Linked DNA regions of Mus musculus: region 2 is linked to region 1. The links are chromatin contacts, called in public promoter capture Hi-C maps. All regions are on one chromosome and are shown on one strand. The core of a region is the stretch at or near the end of the contact, and the rest is flanking DNA. Distances in the headings are between cores, read along the strand shown. Region 1 holds the start of Prkag3 (protein kinase, AMP-activated, gamma 3 non-catalytic subunit). Region 2 holds the start of Des (desmin).

Region 1 (2,760 bases), core at 73-2,572:
ATTCCCAGAAGCCAGAGGAAGTTGAGTGTCCTGCTTAATCAGGCTCCATCTTAATCTTTCTTGAGACAGAGCCTCTCACTAAACCTAGTGAAACTAGGCTGGAGACCAGCAAGTCCCAGTGATCTTCCTGCTTCCACTTCCACATCCAGCTTTATATGTGGGGACTTGAACTTGGGTCCTCATGCTTACCCAGACAATGTTCTCCCCCACTGAGCCACCTCTCAAGCTCCTGGGCATCCTTACATTGGGTCTTTGTTACAGCAACCAAACGTCTATCCTAACTAATTTTTATTTGGAAATGATGCTACTTAAAACCTAATAGGAATACTAGTTTAGAGACTGACCAGCCTCTAGCAAGGAAAATACTGCACAGTGACAAGCTGTGGACCATTGTCACAAGTTCAGCAAAGACTGCCATGCCTAGACAATAGAGCACAGGCTGATGGACGCTGAGGTGGGCCCATTTGCTGTGTCTCAGAAGTTCCACTATCTGGCGACAGATCTGGTCCCAGGGACACTCATGAAAAGCAAAAGCCCCCCCCCCCCACACAGTTCTTCTCCACCCTCCTCGGAGGCCATTGCAGGTGCTTTGAAGCAGAAAAGAAAATATGTTCACTAAATCCAGCAGGAAACCCAATAGTCCATTCCTGAGTGTCCACTCAGAGGGTCGCGATGGAAGAGACTGGAATGACAAGAGGGAGGGAGGGACAGGGAGAGGAAAGCCAGAGCAGCTGGCTCAGCATTCCCCATTTGGACTCTGACTCAGGCCCTAGGAATGCCAAGGAAGGGGGTGAGGCGCATAGAAGCCAGGCTGGGTTCCCCTCTGGCACAGAGAGATGCAGAGTCAGTACTCATGGTGGGTTAGGGACTGGACTCCCGCACATCCATTCATCCCGCAGGCACAGGTCGGTTCAGGTACTGCTCCCTCTGCACGCAGGTGTGAAGCCCACTCCCTCTGCCCCATCTCTCACCTTTGGGATGACCAGCAGAGTGCCCACCGGTCTGATTCTCCTTCTCCATCTTTCATCTTTCACCTAAGAAGGGAATAGGGTGGCAGGACCCAAAATGGGATGTCTTGACATACTCTGCTCCTCTCTCGGGATCACTCACAACCCCCTTACCCTTCTCTATCCTCGAGTGTATCCTTTCTAACTCATCCCACCTAGGCTAGGGAAGTTTGCATGGAGGAGAAAGTGAAGGAAGCCAACTTTTCTCCTTAAAACTTTCAGTTCGAAGATGAGAGTTCCGCCTCCGCAGCGCCCCCAAGCTGCAGTGCGGGAACAGCTGCGGGTTAAGCGCTCCCTCCCAAGACCTGACAATCAGAGAGAACCCGATCTCTCAAGGGCCTGCCGCCAGGGACCAGCCCAGAATAGTGCCACCCTGCCGCCGCCTGTCGCGCACTTGCTAACGGACTAGAGCTGGCCGCATGGAGCCCGAGCTGGAGCACACATTGCCTGGGGTACCGGGGTCCCAGGGGGCCGGCGCTGGGACAGAGAAGGACAGCAAGCGCGTGGCTGTGTGTGGGCGCCCGTGTGTAGCCCGCGTGCTTGCTGTGCACTGTACTCTGAGTGTGTGAACTGGTCGGTGCTGTGTATGTATGTATTTTGCGTGTACGTGCCTGTGTGAGGTTCCAGGTGTACCAGGGGTGTGCAAGTTGTGCCTATCTGTATACATGTGGTGTTTGGGGTGGGTGTGCTTTTTAAAGGGGACAACCCAGAGACTTGAGAACGGATAGCATTTTCACTTCAGACATTCTCTCCCAAAGACCCTGACCTGGAGCCACAGTGGGGGTCCAGAGAGTCAAGGTGGGTGGAGTATCGCTCCCTGTGGGTCTAGCCTTTTCTCTTTAGCTCCCTTGTCCTCCGTCTTTTTGAACCCCAGTCCTTAACCCCTAGCTTGGCTTTTTTCAGGAGAAATTCTTTCTCCTCTCAGCTTTCTCCCTCTTCTTTTTCCCAATGTGTCCCCCACCTCCCCTTTCCTCTTTGCTGAAGATCTGAACCCCACCTTACCACTTTCCAGCTGTGAAATTTGTGGTAAATTGCTTAACCTCTCAGAGTTTCCGGTCCCTCGAGGCTAAATAGGAATGCTATTCCCATTTACAATACGTATCTTGGAAAATTCCAATGAATAGAAAACAAGAAATATTTGGGGAGGGGGGCTTTGAAAGCTTCCAAGAGGCTCAGTAATGACATGGGACTTGGTTTTGTTGTATCATTTCCTACTAGTCAAAGAGATTCCTTTCCTCCTTCCAGAGATGGACTTCTTAGAACAAGGAGAAAACTCATGGCCCTCACCAGCTGTGGCCACCAGCTCAGAAAGAACCTGTGCCATACGGGGAGTCAAGGCTTCCAGATGGACGAGACAGGAGGCCGTAGAGGAAGCAGAACCACCAGGTTTGGGAGAAGGTGAGGCCAAGGTCAGTTATGGTGACAGGGTCAGCAGGAATTCCAGAGCAGAGCTTGACCTCGGGCCTCTCCATCACACGGACTTAAACACAGTCTCACCTTGTGGCCTCTGCCTCCCTAAACGAGAGGCAATAACTATGTGATGACCCAGGGTCCCAGTGCAGCCACCTTGGGATGGAACAGAGTTGCTGTCAGCTAGGACTCTGAGACTCTTTACCATCCCGGTGCCCCCTGTGCTGCCAAACCCTGAAAGCCCAGATAGCATGCTTTGGAAGATGAAGTTACTGTCGTCCCTGCCTTCTTCCCCCAACAGGTGCCCAGTCCAGACCAGCTGCTGAGTCCACCAGGCAGGAGG
Region 2 (2,760 bases), core at 125-2,624, 610 kb before region 1:
GTTGGCCTTGTATTTGCTCCGTATCCTAGGCTTGCCTAGAACTCATGGCAGTTCTGTATCATCCTCCCTAGTGCTGGAATTACAGGGGGTGCCCCCATATCCGGATTATTCAGCCTCTTTTACTGGATCGTGGTGGAATGGGTCACAGCCTTTATCCACTGTCCCCTTTACTCAAACCTGTCCATTTACCAAGTGCAATAACATTACCTCAGCTAGGCCCAGGGGCCTAGCCCCCACCCCACCCCCATCCCCGCCCCTCCCTTGGGCCTCATCACAGCTAAGCTTAAAACTACTGCCTGGCTTCCCTCCTGCTCTTCCCAGCCCATCCATCCTTCCAGGCTCTCATCAGCCTCGCTTCTCCCTCAGAACGTGCTCTGACCCTTTCCTTGACTATGGTCATCATCACTCTAGCAACTTAGCATCCTTTCACAGGCAGCTGCCCACCGTGCACTAGGCAAGGTTCCCCCATTTCCCCCATTTCCCCCATTTCTTCTGTCTACCTTCCCAAGACTACTACTCCAGTGTTACATAGAAGGGGCCAGGAAAGATCTCTACTTAGCGAACACCGGGGAATGACCTTTTCCAAACATGGGCTGAGGAGGGAGGGTCTCAGGCGAGGGGGAGGGGGGCTGCTGGGGACGGGGGTGAGGGGAAAGATCTGGGAGGCCCTCACTTGGCCTTGAGCCTCTGCAGGTCGTCTATCAGGTTGTCACGCTCCACGTCGACCCGGGCGCGCTGGTTGGTGAGCACCTCCACCTGGCGCCGCAGCTCGCGCATCTCCTCCTCGTAGAGCTCGGCGACCCGAGTCGGTTCGCGGCCCTTGAGCCGGTTGACCTCGGCGGCGAGCGCGGCGTTCTGCTGCTCCAAGAAGCGCACCTTCTCGATGTAGTTGGCGAAGCGGTCATTGAGCTCTTGCAGCTCCACCTTCTCGTTGGTGCGCGTGGCCAGGAACTCCTGGTTCACAGCGTCGGCCAGGGAGAAGTCCAGCAGCTCGCCCGCGCCATAGGATGGCGCTCGGGTGGTCCCCAGCCGGCTAGACCGCAGCGACCCCAAGCCTCCAGCCCCGCCCGACGTGCGCGACACCTGGTACACGCGGGATGTCATTGAACTCGAGGAGCCCTTGGTACCGAAGCCTGCTCGAGGGAACACGGGAGAGCTCAGCGGGGAGCCCAGAGAGAAGCCCGGGGCGCCGCCGAAGGTGCGGCGGTAGGAGGACACGCGCTGGCTGGACGAGTAGGCCTGGCTCATGGTGGCGGCGTGGACGAGGCTGGCTGGGCGGACGCACAGAGGAGGCAGCGGGCGGGCAGCCGGCTGGAGTGGATGTGAAGATGGGTGACGGAGCCCCTTAGCTGTCTGCACTATTTGTAGCCCTCCTGACATCACCCCCCGGCGCCCCTCCCCTGACAGCTGCAGGATCCCTCTGTCCTGCCAGGAAAAGGGCGGCCACAGGCGAGGGGGCGGGGAGGCCAGCTCCCCCGCAAGAGGCCTGCGCCCCTGGACAGCCCCAAGAGGACAGAAGACAGGCAGGCCTGCTGGGTTTCACAGGGCAAGGAGCTGACAGGAGACCCCCGGCCGGCCCCTTTTTTTCCATTTGGATGCCTGCCTTATCCTGGGGAAAGCGGGCTAGAGAATTTCGTTTGTTTGAGGCCCCCTATTTTCTCCGAGGAGAGGTTTTAGGTTATTGGAATGAACAAGAAGGACCCCCGAAGTGTTTTATTCGCACAAGTTGCCTAGAAAATGCTGAGGTTTCCAACGACTGTGGGCAAAGCCCGGACAGGTCTCTACCATCCTTTCAAAAGAGTCTCTAGGTAGGCCTGTAGGGTAGGTACCGGTTAGTCAGAGAGTGACCCTGGCCGGGGCACATGCATATCACTGATACCTGGGTTTTAACTCTGAGCCTCAGTTTCCCTTGGGAGGAATGTTGGCCTTCTGCTTCCCTCAAGTTTATAGCCAGCAAGATAGTTTCCAGAATCTTCTGACGACTGTTTCCAACTGCGTGTAGTCGCACCCCCGCATCGCCTTTGCCTGACTCCTGCGCCCCTGTCTCCCTCGCCCCCTCTCTGATTCATCCCCCTACTCACACCGCCCACACCCACTCACACCACGGGTTTGTGTTTTGTCAGGAGATGCATGTCAAGCCAGCCGTCTCCCTAGCAGCAACAGCTGCCAAGGCGAAATACCAGAGCTGGTATTTATAGAGGAGAAGGAAAGGCCCAGCTAGGAAGCAAGGTACAGGAGAGGCGTTCTGGGGACTGGGAGCCAGGCACCTGAGGAGACAGAGGTGTCAAGGAAGGCTGACAGCGACAAGCTTCAGTCACTCCAGGACCCCAACAGAGATGAAGGCCTGGGGTGTGTTCGCCTCTCTCTTCCCTGAAGCACAAGGCGCACACCGACCCCTAAGGGCATCTACATTTCTCTGTGCACCTTGCTGCAGCTCTTCACTGAGCCCTGACCCTCCTAGAACACAAACCCTGGAGATAGAGTACTAGATTAGGGGTCCATAGCTCAACCTTGGAAATGGAGCCCTGGATTAGGAGCCGTAGTCCTACCCAGGGCTGGTCAGAGAGAAAGCGGTGCCAAAAGGCATGTCCTTGTCCTCCCTACCTCTCAGGGTCCTTAGTCATAGAGTGGGGGCCAAACAGCTTCGCATGACTGTGCAATGAGCCTTTGAACAGGCCAGGGAGACAATAAAGCATACACCAACAATAACAATAATGCCTTATATGTACTGATCCCTGCTGGGAACACCACGCCTGTGAC

Evidence for each region. Promoter capture Hi-C pulls out the DNA fragments that hold promoters and counts their contacts.
Region 2: a contact with region 1 is called in a promoter capture Hi-C map of neutrophils, with 2.8 times the contacts expected there. The contact joins the promoter of Des here to the promoter of Prkag3 in region 1. A contact is called at or near these places in 3 of 39 promoter capture datasets (hematopoietic stem and progenitor cells, liver and neutrophils) and 1 of 484 Hi-C or Micro-C datasets (myocytes).

The regions. Positions count from the first base shown.
Region 1 is chr1:74,747,517-74,750,276 of GRCm38.p6, reverse strand. Prkag3 (protein kinase, AMP-activated, gamma 3 non-catalytic subunit) reads left to right here and starts at 1,322. Exons shown (of 14, transcript NM_153744.3): 1 at 1,322-1,459; 2 at 1,766-1,805; 3 at 2,253-2,405; 4 at 2,719-2,760. The coding sequence starts at 1,427.
Region 2 is chr1:75,358,906-75,361,665 of GRCm38.p6, reverse strand. It overlaps Des (desmin), which reads right to left and starts at 1,374. Exons shown (of 9, transcript NM_010043.2): 1 at 674-1,374. The coding sequence starts at 1,248. RefSeq lists a promoter at 1,332-1,412, silencers at 1,413-1,700, 1,867-1,912, cis regulatory regions at 1,701-1,867, 1,142-2,310, 1,263-2,760, 726-2,760 and an enhancer at 1,912-2,311.